Regions from separate parts of the Oryctolagus cuniculus genome. Here region 2 is linked to region 1. Evidence: chromatin contacts called from public Micro-C data. All regions are on one chromosome and are shown on one strand. Each heading gives the region's core, a stretch centred on a gene start, on an enhancer-like site or on the middle of the called end of the contact. The rest is flanking DNA. Distances are from core to core; before and after follow the strand shown.

Region 1 (3,495 bases), core at 630-3,129:
CTGGCGTGCGTCCTGGTCCTGCCTGCTGATCGCCTGTGCTCGGCGCGCACCTCCCCTGCAGCCCGCGGGCTGCGCTCACTACCGCCCCACCCGGCCCCCGACGACCCCTTTGCAGCAAGATTTCAACTCCCGGCACACCCAGGCATGCAAGACCGAAACCACAACTCCCCGGACGACACACGGGAGAGCGGTTAGCCCCGGGCACAGCAGAGATCCGGTAGTTGGCATCGAGGCCTCCCGGGGACCCCGCCGGTCCATCGGCGAACGGCCGAGCCGGGAAAACGCACGCACCAGGCTAGGGCAATTTTTTACTGCCAAGCCTTGAGGTCTGGACGGGGCCACGCCGACAGGTTCGAGTGCACTGCGAGGCGTGCCCTGCACCCATTTCCCCTCCAGGTCCCTCCAGGGCGGGGGAGGCAACACGGACCCGCAACTCCATCCTGCGACTGCACGGCTCCGGACGCCAGCTCACGCCGGGAGCGTGGTGGTGTAGCAACACCAAGCGGCTCGACCGTGCCAACCCAACAGCGCCACGCTCCGAGACCGGCGACCCAGGCCGCACACGCGCCCGCAGCCGGCAAAGTTCACTCGCGCCGACCTCTCCGCCTGCGACCCCCCAGCAAAGTTTCCAGCCCACAAAGCCAGCTCGAGTCCGGGTCCCCTCCTCCCGATTCCCCCTGCCCAGGGGCGCCGGGGTGGGGGTGGGGGCGCAATCCAAGCCCCACACCCTCCACGCCCCATCCCGCCCGAGAACGCAGCTCCCCCTAAGCCGCCAGCCCGCAAGCGAGCTGGATTTCCACCCAGAGCAAAGGAAAAAAAAAAAAAAAAAGCCAGACAGACATTTCCCTTCGCAACAAAAGTGGCCTCCAAAGTCCCCTTGCCAAGGACACCGAGAGGAAGGCGCCGAGCAACCAGAGACTCGCACTTGTGGAGGAGGCGCACACGGGCGACGCCAGGCAAAAGGTGACCGCCGAGCGGGGCTTGGGGGGCGGCGCGGGCGCCCCGCGGCTCCCCGAGGCCGGCGAGGCTCGCAGGGAGGCTGCCCGGGGCCGCGGCCGCCGCCGCCGCCGCCGCAGAAAGTTAATACTCACTCAGTTTCGCAACTGCGCCGCCCCCGCAGGCCCCCGGCGGGCCCGGCCCGGGCGCTGGGGACGCGGCGGCGGCGCCCGGAGCCCGTCCCCGGGCTGCGCGCTCCGCGCCGGCCGGAGGCCCCGGCTCCGCGGCGTCCTCTCTCTCTCTCTCCCTCAGTGTCTCTCTCGGAAGGCGTCCTGCCGGGCCGGCGCTAGCTGAGCCTCGGCCGCCGGGGCTCGAGCGCGCGGGCAGCGGCCGAGCCGCCGCGGACCGGCCGGCGAGGCTCGGCGAGGCGGGCGCTGCGCGGGGAGCCGGACGGAGCGCGGGCGGCCGAGGCGCGGGCGGCTCGCTCCCGCGGCCGGTGCCTCCGGGCTGGGGGCCGGGCTGGGGGCCGGGCCAGGCCGGGCCGGGCCGGGCGGCTCCGCCCCTCGGCCGGGCCGCGGGCTGAGCGCGCGAGAGGCGCCCCCCTCGGCCGCGCTCGGGTCGCCGCGGCCGCCGCGGGTCTCGCGGGCCCGCGGCGCGGGGAGCGAGCCGGTAACGGAACTGGGACGCGGCGCTGCATTGTGGGAGCTCCGAGGGCCCCGGGGGCCAGCGCTCGGCCGGCCACGGCGGCGCGCCCCCTGCGCCGGGGCCGAGCGGACGTGGCGGGAGGGCGCGCGCTGCACTGACCGTGGCCGGAGCCCAGCCTCCGCGGCGGCGGCCCGGGGCCGGGACTCGCTCGAGCTGCCCTCTGCGGGTTCCCCGGGAAGCCGGCGGCTCGTTCCGCGGCCGAGGGAGAAGAAACGAGAGCGAGGGCGCGCGCCCTTCCATCTCCGCCCCGGACTGGGTTTGCGCTGCGGTGCACGCCGAGTGGCTGTGATTGCGCGGCCCCCTGCGCAGCAGGCGGTGACAGAGGCCGGGCGGGGGTGGACACACACACACACACACACGCACGCACACGCATGAATCAGCTGTGAGTAACAGAAGTTTAGAACGAGCCGGGCCGGGCTTGGCTTGGCTTCAGACGGAAATCGGTGCTTGAGTGTGGCCCCGCAGGTCCGTGCGTCAGCTTCACTAGTCCGCTGCATGCTTTGGGGACAGCACGCGACGCGTGCTGCCGCTGGCCGGCTCGCAGCCTTGGGTATGGGCTTGGACGCCCGCGCGCCCGCCGGCCCGCCGCAGCAGCGGCCGTTCAATCGGCTGGGGTTGGGGTTGGGGTTGGGAGTGCCGCGCGTGGGGGAGCTGCGAGACGCGGCCCCGGCCCCCTTAATTCTCCAGGCACTGATTCTTCTCCCAGACACGGATGGCAGACTTGCACAGCTCACTGCAGCGCGCGTCCGCCTCAGGACCTGGGGTGTGTTTTTGTTTTAATTTTTTTTTTTTTCTTTTTGACCCTGGGTTTGGTTCTCTGGGTTTTTGACGTTTCCTGATTCCACAGCCCATTGATTTCCTCCACCTCGCAGGTGCGCCGGGGAGGGCGGGCTGGTAAGACCTGAATGTTGGCGGATCCACGTTTGGCGGATCTGGGGAGAGGAGAGCTTTGTGGCCCCAGTGTGCACCCTAAGGCGACGCCACGCGAAGGGGCTCTGTGGGCCACGGGGTGGCCTTTGACCCCGGGTGACTCTTGTCAAAGGAGTTGTTTAGCCCTCAGGTGAGCCTGTCCTGGCCTCTCACTCCCTTGCCGACTCTTCCCTCCACTGCACACCGATTGCCCAATTGGATGGAAAAATTCGGTCCCCATCTTGCTGTGGCCCCTGGCGGCCTGTGGCCGTGCTGACTGGCTGTTCCTCCTTGGAACTGCCTTCTTGGGCTGGGCAGCCCTTGTGGTGAACGGTCTCCCAGGGGGGGGGGGTGTGGGGGGCGGTGGGTGGCAGACAGCACTGTGGCTGCTATCGGACCAAGATGTATGATCTCCAGGAGCAGCTGGGCCTTAATCGAGTTTCTGTTGATCCCTGGGTTTCGTCACACAGCCAGAGGTGGACGGGTTGATGGAGGCAGGCACCCATCTGCCGCGTGACCGGCATTTAAATCCGGGTAAATTTATGATGCCTGGCTAGCCACGCCCACTCGCAGAGAAGCGCTTGCAGGCACCGATGACCACTCCACAGCACGGTGGACCTCACTGGCAGCTGTCGAAGTCTGGGAATTGGCTTCGGTGGAGGCTGGACAGACCACCTGCCCCAGCCTCTCTGGTGTGTTCTGTTGTGAGCGGTGCACAGCTTGCTTGACGCTCCCTCACCTATGCTGGGATCTGGGATCCCTGATAGCCGTCCTGGGATCACACCCCTGGCCCTTGATGGGATTCGCCCATACCTCTTCCTCCTGGTTTCTAATTGTTTTTTTTTTTTTTTTAAAGATTTATTTATTTATTTGCAAGTCAGAGTTACACAGAGAGAGGAGAGGCAGAGAGAGAGAGAGAGAGAGAGAGAGAGTCTTCCATCTGCT
Region 2 (3,368 bases), core at 194-2,693, 48 kb before region 1:
AAGAAAAAAGGACAGTTCTCAACCACTGAGCTGCAGACAGCATTTTCATTATCTATGCAGTCTTGTTAATGCAAGTACAGAAAAATGATGTCCTTGTACATGAACTTCCACGCCACAGGATGGACACAAACCACGTAGCATCACGCAATGTGAAGAAACAGAAGCCATCTCCACACATCATCTGGACTGGCATGGACAGGGGCCAGCAAACAACCTGCCCAGCAACTGAACGCTCGGATAGAGGTTGTGGATGATTTTCCCCCATTTTTGTATTTTGTCTCAGTAAGGACCTAGCACGGCTGCCCAGCTGCCCACTCAGTGTACACCCGTGCAGCGCCTGGCAGCCGATAACGCTCTTTCTCGCAGACCTGACAGGGACGACCAGCAGCAAGAAGGAGCCCTGTCCGACCAGGGCTCCAGACTGCGACTTTCTGCAATGGAACATGAGATCAGTTAACTGCCAGGAAATACCCGGATGGGACGGGACACTCCAAGGTTACTGGAGTGAGCTCTTGAAAACCTGAGGCCAGGGAGAAGCTAAAGGACCTACTCTCTGGTGACAACGCCAAGTAAGCTCTGGTAAGAGCTCCCGGCCAGGCAGACCTGGCCGATAACCCAACCCAAACGCAACGAGACAAACAGAAAACAGAGAGCCAACAGCCCTCAACCTCCAGGGTTTTCAAAGTGCAAACCAAACGCGAAATGAATGAATTTCCCATGCTCCCCAGCAGAGGCTCTGCCTGCCGCTAGTTAAGCAAACTCTTTCGCTGAGGTCCTGACCTTCCCATCTGGGGGAATATGACCGCTAGACAGATGAAATACAGGACGAAAATAAAGATAATCAGTGATCTGGGAACAAATTATAAGCCCCGGCCGGCCACGGGCACTTGGAAGTCGTCATTAGTCAGAGCCGTGGGGTCTGTGGTGGGGGCAGGGAAGCAGTGCCTCCTGATTTCAAGCAAGCAGAGCCAGGCCCACCGTCATCAGGGAGCGAGCGAGCCGGCCTCCCCGAGGACAGGCGGAGTGCAGCTAGGGACGCACTCATGCACCCTCCCACTTAATTTCACTTATTTTTTCCAAAACACACTTAAATCGGCATTTCTTCCAAAGCAAAGCTCTATGTTCCTCCCTCAACAACATTACTATAAAAATAAGCTGGGGGAAAAAAATCTCCATTTCTTTGCAAGCTGCAGTGTGTAACTTAAGGCAGAAGGTTACAGGCCTTAGAGATAACACACGGAAGATAAAAGCAGTTTTCCGGGGCCTCGCACAAGAGCCGGGACTAAAGCTCACCTCGGGCTCTCTGCTGGCCGGCTGGCCTGTCGATGAGTGTGTGTCATCTGCTGCTTCTCCGTGCTGTGTCAGATTTCAGGGGACAACCGTGGAGAGAGTACTGTAAGAAATCCACACACCAGGCAGCAGGCAGGGACCAGGATTTACGAGCCTGGGTACGGCTGGCGCTGCCTCGACCCCTTCGCCCGATCCCTGTGCCAAGAGTAGCCCTCGTAGCAAGGGATCTGCAGAGAGGCCGGGACATCGCGCTGGCCATATATGGGATTTTTAAAAAATGCCGTCTTCAAACGATATCCACGCTGGCACATTTCAAAAGAAACAGAATCAAGAGAGGAAGGAGGCAGAGAGAGGGTACTCCCAATTCGAACGAGTTTTTATTTCCACAATGAATGCCATCACATGGGGTTTTCAGTCAAGTCTTAAAGGATTACTATCTCAGTCTATCCCTAGAATGCCATGACTTCACAGCCAGTTCCTGCTGGCTACAGAAAAAAAGACCTAATTCTCCTTGTAACAACCCTCTGGCACTGCCAAAATTTGTTTATTTCAAATATGCAGATGAGAAACCATCTTCAGCTAAACACACGTGATGACTCAGTAATTTTTCAGGCTTGCCCTGAAAAACTCTACATCCCCGGGACTGCTACAATGTTACCAAACTCGGAGGTGCCTGTGTTAAACTCAGCTGTCACACACACGCGTTTCTTCCTCCTATGAAACAAAGCACTAATTAATCTTTTTTATTGTTTTCCCAATGAAATTTAGGAGAAAGTTCATCACGAGACAGCCAGCCAAGGATGGTGCCTATGTTTTGACTCTTGCCTAGCAACTCTGGCTGAAACGGATTATCAGGCTTAGCAAGGACACGCACCGTGATCAATTGGTCATGTCTGCCACGGCACAGGCAAACAGCAAACACGTGACTCACTTTTACCATCCCTAGTACGGAAGATGTTGGTTAAGAACGCAATGCAGTGGTCAGTTCAAGTCCTGCCAATACCACTCTGTAGATGTAGGACTATAAACAAGTTACTAGTTTTCCTTGGCTCTAAAACGTGAATAATGATTCTTCAATTTGTTAGGGCTAAGGAACAGTGAACACAAAGAGTCAAAAAAGGGTCTAGGGGCCGGTGCTGTGGCATAGCGGGTAAAGCCACCGCCCCAGTGCTGGCATCCCATATGGGTACCAGTGTGCACCCCGGCTGCTCCACTTCCAATCCAGCTCCTTGCTAATGCACCTGGGAAAACAGCAGAAGATGGCCCAAGTGCTTGCTTGGGTCCCTTGCATCTACGAGAGTGGGAATAATCTCTTGGCTCCTGGATTTCGTTCAGCCCAGCTCTGGCCGTTGCAGCCTTTTAGGGAGTGAACCAGAGGATGGAAGATGTTTCCCTCTCTCTCTGTGCAGCTCTGCCTTTCAACGTAGTTGCTTTTGGATTCTCAAAGATGCACTCTTGTTTTGATTCTACAGGTTTGGGGGTAGGAATGGAACCAAAAGATGGGGCACAGCACACCGCCTCCGAGTCCCAAGGAAAGAGACATCACTCTGACACAACTCCTGGACAGCACGGATCTCCGTGCCAGTCGGAGCCCCTGCATGGAACCAGGAATCCCATGCTCACGATGCTAAATAACCTATTTATGTTAGCACAGCTACGCTTAAGTGCCACGAGATGTTGGGGATGTGATGTGTTTTCCAGGCCACACAACCGCAGTCCACGCAGCCCACACCCACACGGCCCTCTGCAGCCGCGGTGTTACCTTCGGGCAGCGCAGGCACTTGGTTTTCCCACTTCCCCCCACCTGAAGGCCTGGCAGCTCGTGGCAGGCAGGCGGTGAGTGTTCACACCCTGTGCCGGGCACCGGTCCAAGACTCCAGAGGGATCAGCGTGCTGCATTTTCCGAGAGGAAGTCACAGCGCAGGGCAGTTGCAAAAGCCTGCCCCAGATCCCACAGCTGGGTGGAGCCAACGCCAAGCCCTCCCGACAGGCGATTCTGGAAGCCGGGTTTCAGCACAGTCACACGCTCGCCATCCAAGCAAACAGAACGGCAGGCAGAGCGCGTATGGCACCTGCGT

The links. A called contact is a pair of places that touch in the nucleus more often than the background predicts.
Region 2: a Micro-C map of ear pinna shows a contact between it and region 1, with 2.8 times the contacts expected there. The contact joins the enhancer-like site here to the promoter of RASSF8 in region 1. A contact is called at or near these places in 3 of 6 Hi-C or Micro-C datasets (ear pinna, psoas muscle and an unstated tissue).

The regions. Positions count from the first base shown.
Region 1 is chr9:123,210,123-123,213,617 of mOryCun1.1, reverse strand. RASSF8 (Ras association domain family member 8) reads right to left here and starts at 1,879. Exons shown (of 5, transcript XM_051850353.2): 1 at 1,741-1,879. It overlaps LOC138843660 (serine/arginine repetitive matrix protein 1-like), which reads left to right. Exons shown (of 8, transcript XM_070048360.1): 2 at 62-190; 3 at 300-2,701. The coding sequence ends at 1,286.
Region 2 is chr9:123,257,611-123,260,978 of mOryCun1.1, reverse strand. All of the region lies in intron 1 of RASSF8 (Ras association domain family member 8), which reads right to left. Among named protein-coding and RNA genes, the nearest start is that of RASSF8, 48 kb to the right of the region's middle. Within about 2 kb of position 1,443, at least 1 of the 8 cell types and tissues checked has an H3K27ac peak or open chromatin away from gene starts, as enhancers often do. A contact at or near this core is called in ear pinna, where this site is marked.